Linked DNA regions of Sus scrofa: region 1 is linked to region 2. Evidence: chromatin contacts called from public HiChIP or PLAC-seq data. All regions are on one chromosome and are shown on one strand. Each heading gives the region's core, a stretch centred on a gene start, on an enhancer-like site or on the middle of the called end of the contact. The rest is flanking DNA. Distances are from core to core; before and after follow the strand shown. Region 1 overlaps HEATR3 (HEAT repeat-containing protein 3). Region 2 overlaps BRD7 (bromodomain-containing protein 7).

Region 1 (4,551 bases), core at 238-2,737, 200 kb before region 2:
ACTAGTGACCATGAGGTGGCGGACTTGATTCCTGGCTTTGCTTGGTGGATCAGTAATCCAGCATTGCCATGAGCTGTGGTGTAGGTCGCAGAAGCAGCTCAGATCCCTCATTACTGTGGCTGTGGCATAGGCCTGCAGCTGTAGCCCCAATTTGACCCCTAGCCTGAAGAAAGAAAAAAAAAAAAATGATGCCTCTGCCTTTGCTGTGGTGTAAACTGTGTGTCTGTTATACTCTCCTACTGATGAAGGAACAGTCCAGCCAGTTTTCTCGGCACCCCAGGCTGAAATGCATTCTGCATAGCACCAGACAGTTGGTCCTAAGACCACCCCGTAAACTGTAAGCAGCAACTCTGGTGATGCCAACACACTAGGAACTCACTCAGCATGTTTGCTTCCAGCGCTTCAGCTCAGCACAGTTGCTCAGAAATGCCTCTGCTAGGGATGCAGCAGAGCAACTCACAGGACAGTAAGAGTAAAATTACCCTTCATTGTGCTAATAATAATTGCTCAAGTGTGGATTACTGATTAATGGATAATAAACTGATTAAGGTACTTCTTGCTAAGAAGATAACAATGTGACTGATGTTTTTAAGAAATTTATTTTGAAAAAATGATGCATACACATAGCAAAACATATAGGAAATTAGGAAAGAATCTATGGTGAAAATACACATCTTGGGAGTTCCTGTTGTGGCTCATCGGGTTAAACACCTGACTAGTGTCCATGAGGATATGGGTTCGATCCTGGCCTCACTCAGTGGGTTAAGGATCTGGCATTGTGGTGAGCCATGGTGTAGGCCAGTAGCTGCAGCTCCAGTTTGACCCCATATGCCACAGGTGCAGCTCTAAAAAGTAAAAGAAGAAAGAAAGAAAAGAAAAGCCTTTTTGATGGAGACAGAGGGAAATTTTAATCATTTCCAATATCAGTCTCTCATATATCATTTATGGATCTTAATTCATTTTATGTCGGAATATGAACTCTAAGATTTTAATTTCATCTTGCTTATACTCGGTATTTTTATAAATATGTGTTAAGTCTTGCGTCTTTTAAAAGTTTGAATTTTTCCCTAGCAGTTTTATATAAAACACTATGCCTGAGTTGTTGCCACATTTGGAGCTAGTACTTATTTCTCGGATGCTGACTTGGAATGTCGGACAGTACCTCTGTTTTGTTGTCTCCAGACCATCGGGTGCTTTCTGCTGGAGGTTGCCACCAAGGATCCCTCCCTCGTCGTAGCAGGAGAGGCTTTGGATGCCCTCTTCGATGTCTTTGCAGATGGTAAAGAAGCTGAAAGGGCCTCCGTTCAAATTAGATTGTTAGCTGCTCTGAAAGACTTCCAGCCGGTCTTCAAAATGAAGGTGGGTAGGTTTTGTGGAGAAAGGCTGAGCCTCAGCCTTCTGTGGGAGGAGGGTGTGTGTGCTTCCCTCCGTGCAACCCCAGTGATTCCAATCACACTCCAGCCTCCGTTCCGGGTCCGTGCCTGTGGGCTGAGTCAGCGCTCCGTCGTCCTTTCTGTCGAATCACTGTGACTTGAGCCAAAACGGTGTCGACAGGTTCCCCTTTCTGCGGTGGTTTAGTCATGCTGCGTGTAAGCGCTACAGCCCAACCTGCAAAGCACTTTCATAGTCACGTTCAATTTATTTTATATCATGTAAAGCTTTATATACCGATTTCATTGTTAGGAAGATTTCTCTTTGGTGCTCTGAAAGAAGGGCAGGCTCCAGGTCGGTCTGTAATAGAGAATGGGAGCTACTTTCATTTGCTCTTTTTTTGTTGATTGATGGGTGGATGGCTGGTTTCATCAGAAGCATCAAAGCTGACTTTGAATCAAAAAAATAATTTTGAAAATCTGTTTTGGCCGTTGGGAGAAAGCAACCAGAAAATTGAAAAACCTAGCCTTGCATCCCATGTCCACACATTCACCATTCTCCTCTTATCTAAATCTCCATTTCATTTTAAGAAATAAAAATATTTCTGGGCGTTCCCTTGGTGGCTCAGAGGAACCAAACCTGACTAGCATCCAGGAGGAAGCAGGTTCCATCCCTGGCCTCGCTCAGTGGGTTAAGGATCCAGCGTTGCTGTCAGCTGTGGTATATGGGTCGCAGGCACAGATTGGCTGTGGCATTGCTGTGGCTGTGGCATCGGCCAGCAGCTATAGCTCCGTTTCAACCCCTAGCCTGGGAACGTCCGTATGCCTCGAGTGTGGCCCTTAAAAAAAAACAAATTGTATTTTTGGCTTTTACATTATAGATTTAACCTTTGCTTTTAAATCTTTATCAAGGGAAGAGAGGCATTAATGAAAGATTAGCTTTTTCTGGTGTCGTTTTCCAGTACGTATTTCTTTTCTCTAACAAGCTTCTAAAGCAGAATTTAATTCTTTTCTTTTTTTTGGTCTTTTTAGGGCTGCACCCACTGCATATGGAGGTTCCCAGGCTAGGGGTTGAATCAGAGCTGTAGCCACCAGCCTATGCCACACCCATAGCCACAGCAATTCGGGATCCACGTCACATCTGTGACCTACACCACAGCTCACGGCAATGCCAGATCCTCAACTCACTGAACAACTCCCATTTTTTTTTAACATTTTAATGGTTTAGCATCTTAGATTTAAAAATGTAGTGAGGGAGTTCCCTTCATGGCTCAGCGGTAACGTACTTGACTAGCATCCATGAGGACGAGGGTTTGATCCTTGACTTCACTCAGTGGGTTAAGTTTCCGGTATTGCCGTGAGCTGTGGTGTAGGTCACACACCTGGCTTGGATCCCCCCATTTCTGTGGCTGTGGCTGTGGCCATGGCCAGCGGCTGCAGCTCTGATTCAACCCCTAGCCCAGGAACTTCCATATGCTGCAGGGATGGCCCTAAAAATAAGAAAGAAAAAAAAATGTAGTGATACTTATATGTGGAATCGAAAATATGGACCTATCTACAGAACAGAAACTGACTCACACAACAGATTTTTGGTTCCAAGGGGGAGGGAGGAGGGAATGGGACGGATGGGGAGTTTGGGGTTACTAAATACACACTATTACATTTAGAATCGATAAGCAATGAGGTCCCACTGTACGGCACAGGGAACTCTATCCAGTCTCCTGGGATAGAACATGATGGAAAATAGAATGTATTTTAAAAAAAGCCATTGGACCCAAATGTGAAATTCTTCAGTAATTAGAAATAACAGCCAAAGAACTTAAAGGAAATTGTGGAAAAAGCAAAGGAAAAAAAAAAAGCTAAAAAATGAAGCGATAGTGTCTGACACACATTTACTGACTTAAGCTTCACCACCAGGTGACTTTAGTCTTCAGGGGGAAAAATTGACCAGTTTATGATTGTTTATGATTGTTTAAGGCTGTAGTTTTGTTTGACTGGGGTTTTGCAGTTTGGTTTTGTTTCATATTTAATTGATGTATAACATCGTGTTAGTTTTAGGTGTACAACATAATGGTTTGATACATGTATATATTGCAAAATGATTACAGCAATGAGCTTAGTTACAAATTTTTTTTTTTTTTTGTAATGGAAACTTTTAAGACCTACTCTCTTAATAACTTTCAAATATATAACACAGTGTTATTAGCTACAGCCACCTTGTGATACATTATATCCCCAGGACCCATTTCTTTTATATGGTTGATCCTTGAGCAACATGGGTTTGAACTGTCCAGATCCGTTTAACTATGTGGATTTTCTTCAATGGTGCATACTACAGTACTGCATGATCCACAGTTGGTAGAATCTGTGGCCAGTAGTAAGCTTATACTTGGATTTTTTTTTTTTCTTCCACTTTTAGGGCCACACCCACAGCATATAGAGGTTCCCAGGCTAGGGATTGAATGGGAGCTAGAACTGCCCACCTACACCAGATCTAAGCCGCATCTTCGACCTACACCACAGCTCACAGCAATGCCGGATCCATAACCCACTGAGTGAGGCCAGGGATTGAACTGAGTCCTCGTGGATTCATTAACTGCTGAGCCACGACGGAAACTCCCCTATACTTGGATTTTTGACTAGAGGGTGGGGAGTTGACGCCCCTACCCCTTGCATTGTTCAGGGGTCAGCTGTAACTGCATGTGTGTACCGTTTGGCCACCTTATCCCATGTCCCCCACTCTGTCTCCATCCCCTGGTATTTATTTTTTAAGCACCTGTTCCTTACCTCATAGGTAACCGGATTGAATGGTGTTTCTCTAAGCAAAGACAAATGTAATTAGTATTTTCCTCCTTTATTATCCAAAAGGTACCATGATGTACTCACAGTCCTTCACTTTATGTGCTTTTCCTTATTAACACTGTCTCCTAGGGACATTTCCATACCCGTACACGAAGGGTGTCTACATTGTTCTTAAAGGTCACAGGCCCTTTAAACTTCTGAAAAAGGAGTCTGCGTGGTAAGGAGAAAATAGCCCCTTTTCCCGAAGCTGTAGGGAAAGCAGATGCAGTTCCGAGTCATTAAGCTCTGCAGAAGCGAATGCTTAGAGAGTAGTTATGTAAACTCTGAACCAGGAACATAACCCCAAACTCTGGAACGTCCGTTATTCTGATTGATTTTT
Region 2 (4,603 bases), core at 1,865-4,364:
CGAGGGACCCAAGAGACAGATCATGTTGGGAGGCGGTCTGGTGCTTAGACGCTCATTCTGGGCCTCCTGGAGCTCCCTGAGCAGTCTGGTGGTCTCATCGAGTTTCCTCTGGAACACTTCGGCTTCTGTGTGGTAAGAAAAACAACTTACAGCATGGACTTAACGTCTCTCCGATCTTGTGCAATAAACTGAGTACTATGCTCTGGGGTTTTGCTAGTTGTTGGTTAGTCTTCTCTCCTCAAGGGAGTGATTCCCCTCAAGAAAGCAACACTGCAGACAGGCTTTCTCTTCACTGAAGCATGGCCGGCCAAGATGCTCCTGTAGAGAGTGGCCATGCTGCTCTGTGCTAGCGTGACATTCAATCTTGAGTGCCTGGGTCATGAAGAATTTCTTTCAAACCTTCTGGAGACACTCACCTTCAGAGTCAAAAACTTCCACGGGAGCTCCAAAGTTTGTCACTGCTTTCAGTGCTATGAGCCTGTCCTGATTACTGGAGTCTAAATAGCCTGCTGGCTCGATGTCTGCAACCAGCTTTAAAAAAAAAAAAAAAAAAAAAAAAAAATTCAGTTTGCTAAGCCCTAACAGTGCTAGAACGAGAAATTAGTAAGACGGTTTGTGTTTATTAACTGAGTTGTCTTACTTATTGTTATAATTCTGATGCCTATAACAACCTTTAGAATGCCATTTCCAAATCCTGGCAACAGTGTCCACAAATCCACACTTCTCTGTAATGGAATAGTGAGTCTTACACAATCCGCATTTTTTTTTTTTCCTTTTTAATCACTACTCCAAAGATAAAGGCTTCGTTACTGCCTGCCTACACTGTGAAGATTTTGTTGATTATCACAGTGCTGCATGTTTCTGAGGTTCACAGGCAATCTTTCAGTCTACACAGTGGCACTCCTCTACAACAGACCTCAAACACGAGATACTTCCTGGGCCTCCTCCTGGCCCCAAAGCCAGACTGTCAGAATTGCAAGCAAGAAACAAAATCCTAAAAAGAGTGTTTTATTTTTGGAATCACAAGACCCAGAGTTTCCATAACCCCAACGCTGCTTTGTAGGAAGAGATCAATCCTGATAACAAGTAACCAAAAGTTAAGGGTTCTGTTTCAACTGCGGTATGCACTCCGAGCTCAAACAGTCTGATCACCCAATTTCTCTGTGTACATATGAGCTAAAAGTGTGTGGTGCAGAAAATGGTATCAGTGCATACTGACTGCCATTTCAGCCGGGGCCTTACAACTCTACTCTATAAACTTCTTGCCCAGCTTTCCTTCCCATTCTTAAGATTCTTTCTTTTTCTTTTTTTTGCTTTTTAGGGCCCCACCTGCGGCATATGGAGGTTCGCAGGCCAGGGGTCCAATTAGAGCTGTAGCTGCTGCCCTACGTCACAGCCACAGCAACAGAGGGACCCACACCACAGCTTACAGCAATGCTGGATCCTTAACCCACTGAGCACAGCCAGGGATCGAACCTGTGTCCTCATGGATACTAGTTAGATTTGTTTCTCCTGAGTCACGACAGGAACTCATATTTTTCTTTTAAAATAAAAACTTTCAGAGTTCCCTGGTAACCTCAGCAGGTTAAGGATCCAGTGTTGTTACTGCTGTAGTAAGGGTTTGATCCGTGGCCTGAGAACCCCCACATGGGGGGAAAAAAAAAAAAAGCTTTATCATTTACGCTTTTTAGCTTATTCTCTATTTAAATATTTCTTATAAAGAATGAAATACAGCAGTTCTGTTATGGCTCAGCAGGTTAAGGATCTGGCATCGTCACTACTGTGGCTCTGGTTATAGCTGTGGAATGGGTTTGATCCCCGGCCCGTGAAGTTCTGCATGCTATGGGCCAAAAACAATAACAATGAAACAAGAAATAAAGAATAAAATACAATAAAAAAATATAATCACCTCCATTTCTTTTGCTGTGTCAAGTGTCCTAGGCTGGCCTTCCTCTTCAGGTGATGACTATAAGGAGAAAGAAAAACACTTTATTAAAAGATATATACAAGGAAAATAGAAAAATATCAAGAATTTCATGGCAAGATAAAAGGAATAAGAACATGATTAAAATATAATTTTTAAAACAAAAATGAATTAGATATAATTATTTGCATTTTGAGAATACTGTGTGAGGAGTTCCTGTCGTGGTGCAGCAGAAACGAATCCGACTAGGAACCATGAGATTGCGGGTTTGATCCCCCTGGCCTTGCTCAGTGGGTTAAGGATCCGGCGTTGCCATGAGCTGTGGGTCTGGCTTTGCTGTGGCTCTGGCATAGGCTGGAGGCTACAGCTCCGATTGGACCCCTAGCCTGGGAACCTCCATATGCCGAGGATGCAGCCCTAGAAGAGACAAAAGGACAAAAAACGAACTGTGACACAGTGGGTTAAGGATCCAACTGCAGTGGAAGTGAGGGTTTGAACCCCAGCCCAGCTTAGTGAGAGTTAAGGTCAGTGGGTTGAGGATCTGGCGCTGTCATAGCTGTGGCTCGGATTTGATCCCTGGCCCAGGAACTTCCATTTGCTGCAGGTGTGGCAAATATATATATATTTAGTTCTCACTGAACCTCAGGTGCTGACTCAGCTCTGCTGACGGGTAACCAAATGACAGGTACAGTGAGGGCAGAGGACAAGACAAATACAGTCAGAGCCACGAGGAAGAGTTATGACCCAGAGGAGACAGGGTTCATCTAATTACAGTGACAAGGACATTCTGGAGATGAACTCTCCTCCATACCAGAAGGAACATTTTCTGGTTCTAATCTTTGAGCCAAGTCTCTGAATTATCCCAGATAGTTTAAAGTATTAATAAAAGACAGCAGTGAGAAAGCTTTTTACTTTTTCACTTAAGGCTCTGCCACTGCTGTTACTGCATAATAAGGAAAAAGACATTCCCTATCATTTTAGTCGACTCAGTTTCAAGTGAGTAAGACTTCCTTTTTTTGTTAGGGTACATAACATGAGCTGACTTCTTGAGTTATAACCCCCATTTCTGATTCCTACGTTCTCAAGATGAGGCGATAATGACAATCTTCTGGCCTCACAGATCCTAGTGGCCGAGTTACTCGTTTCCGTTCATTGTCCTCCACCCATGGTCTCCACCCGGGCTGGGCTGTCTTTTCAGCGGAATGGAGTCCAGCTGTCACAGTGGTTAATCCCATGGTTTCATAACAGTGATGACTAACACTTGAGAGCCAATGACAAATCACCCTGTTTCTTGAGCAGCATTCTTACCGTCTCGGACTCTTGCAGGGTTCTAGAATGTCCTCCTTTTGTTAAAACATCCAGTAAACTATCTGCCATAACGTATGGATAATCTTGGCATGTGGCCAAAAACTCATGGATGCTGAAAAAAGAGTGTTAGGAAAGTCACTTTCACATAAATCACCTCCACTGGCGTAATCTCCCTGTTACAGCCCGCTGTTTCACCAGACACCCTGGGTTCACACACCACGGTGTGACACCTTCCACCTAGGCACAGCACTACTGACGTATTTACCAGGGATCAGGACGGAATTAAACAATATCAAGAACACGGTGAAAAGGAGATGCTCCTGTGGAAACCTTCAAGGAAAAACAAGACCTCGGTGAGGACGGGGTCCCGGGCTCAGTCAGCAGGGCTCTTTGCTCCTCCCTTCACTGCCTCCCTCAGGCGACTGCAGTCACTCACGACTCTCATGTGTACTGAAACCTCTCAAAGTTACACCTCTGGTTTGGACTGTACTTTTTGGACAGCTCCATGGGGAGCTCTAATGGGCTTCTCAAAACGTCCAAAATTGAGTTGCTCAATCTAAAATCTTCCCCTTGTCAGTAAACAGCAATGTCATCTTTCTAGGCTCTGTCTAAAACCGTGGAGTCCTGGACTTCTCACTCTCATGCCCCATTTCGACCAGTCAAGAGACCCGACTGGCTGACCACTGGCCCTTTCTCAGCACCTCAGCTGCCACCTCCACGGTCCATTTCTCACTTGGATCTTGACAGCAGCTCCCGTTTCCTCCCTTACCACCCGCAATCTGTTTTCCACACCGCAGCCACAGCGATCCTTTTACAATGATAAGCCAGATTCAGTAACTACCCTGCTCAAAATCCACCAATATTTTCCCATTTCACTTAGAATAAGACTCCAAGTCCTTGCAAAGATCTACCTATACTCTTTCTGCCCCTGACCGCTCTTCTTGTTCTTTAAAGGTATAGGGCAGGTTCCCACCTCAGGGCCTTTGCACAGTTATTCCACTGGCCAGAACGCTCTTCTTTTGGAAGACAGCTATGTTTGCTTCTTTAGTTTTTGCTCCAAGTTCACTTAGCAAAGCCTTCCCTGACTATCCTATTTAAAGCTGCACCCCTCTCTCAATCCTAGCCACTATCTTCCTTTGTGTTTTTACTTTTCTTCAAAACCCCTGTCATCATCTGATGACAGCATTGTTCCCCCGTGGAAACCCCCAGCATCTAGAAGAATTGCCTGGAACATAAGGAACATGCAATGCCTATTTGTAGAATGCGTGTATGAATAATCCAGAAGGAACTTGTTCAAGCTGGTGAGAAGAGGTCTAAAGGATACAAATACCTTGATCTTAAACCAGAGTCAGTCTCTGACTTAAGGACCTC

What was found. HiChIP or PLAC-seq counts read pairs in DNA pulled down with a chosen protein or histone mark.
Region 1: a contact with region 2 is called in an H3K27ac HiChIP or PLAC-seq map of alveolar macrophages. The contact joins two enhancer-like sites. A contact is called at or near these places in 1 of 47 Hi-C or Micro-C datasets (embryonic fibroblasts) and 1 of 2 datasets of contacts at active chromatin or transcription factors (alveolar macrophages).

What each region holds. Positions count from the first base shown.
Region 1 is chr6:34,711,142-34,715,692 of Sscrofa11.1, reverse strand. HEATR3 (HEAT repeat-containing protein 3) reads left to right here. Exons shown (of 15, transcript XM_021094219.1): 14 at 1,183-1,359. Among named protein-coding and RNA genes, the nearest start is that of PAPD5, 44 kb to the right of the region's middle. Within about 2 kb of position 1,487, at least 13 of the 83 cell types and tissues checked have an H3K27ac peak or open chromatin away from gene starts, as enhancers often do. A contact at or near this core is called in alveolar macrophages and embryonic fibroblasts, where this site is marked.
Region 2 is chr6:34,513,907-34,518,509 of Sscrofa11.1, reverse strand. BRD7 (bromodomain-containing protein 7) reads right to left here. Exons shown (of 16, transcript XM_021094214.1): 11 at 3,233-3,344; 12 at 1,910-1,966; 13 at 417-531; 14 at 1-125. Among named protein-coding and RNA genes, the nearest start is that of BRD7, 38 kb to the right of the region's middle. Within about 2 kb of position 3,114, at least 21 of the 83 cell types and tissues checked have an H3K27ac peak or open chromatin away from gene starts, as enhancers often do. A contact at or near this core is called in alveolar macrophages and embryonic fibroblasts, where this site is marked.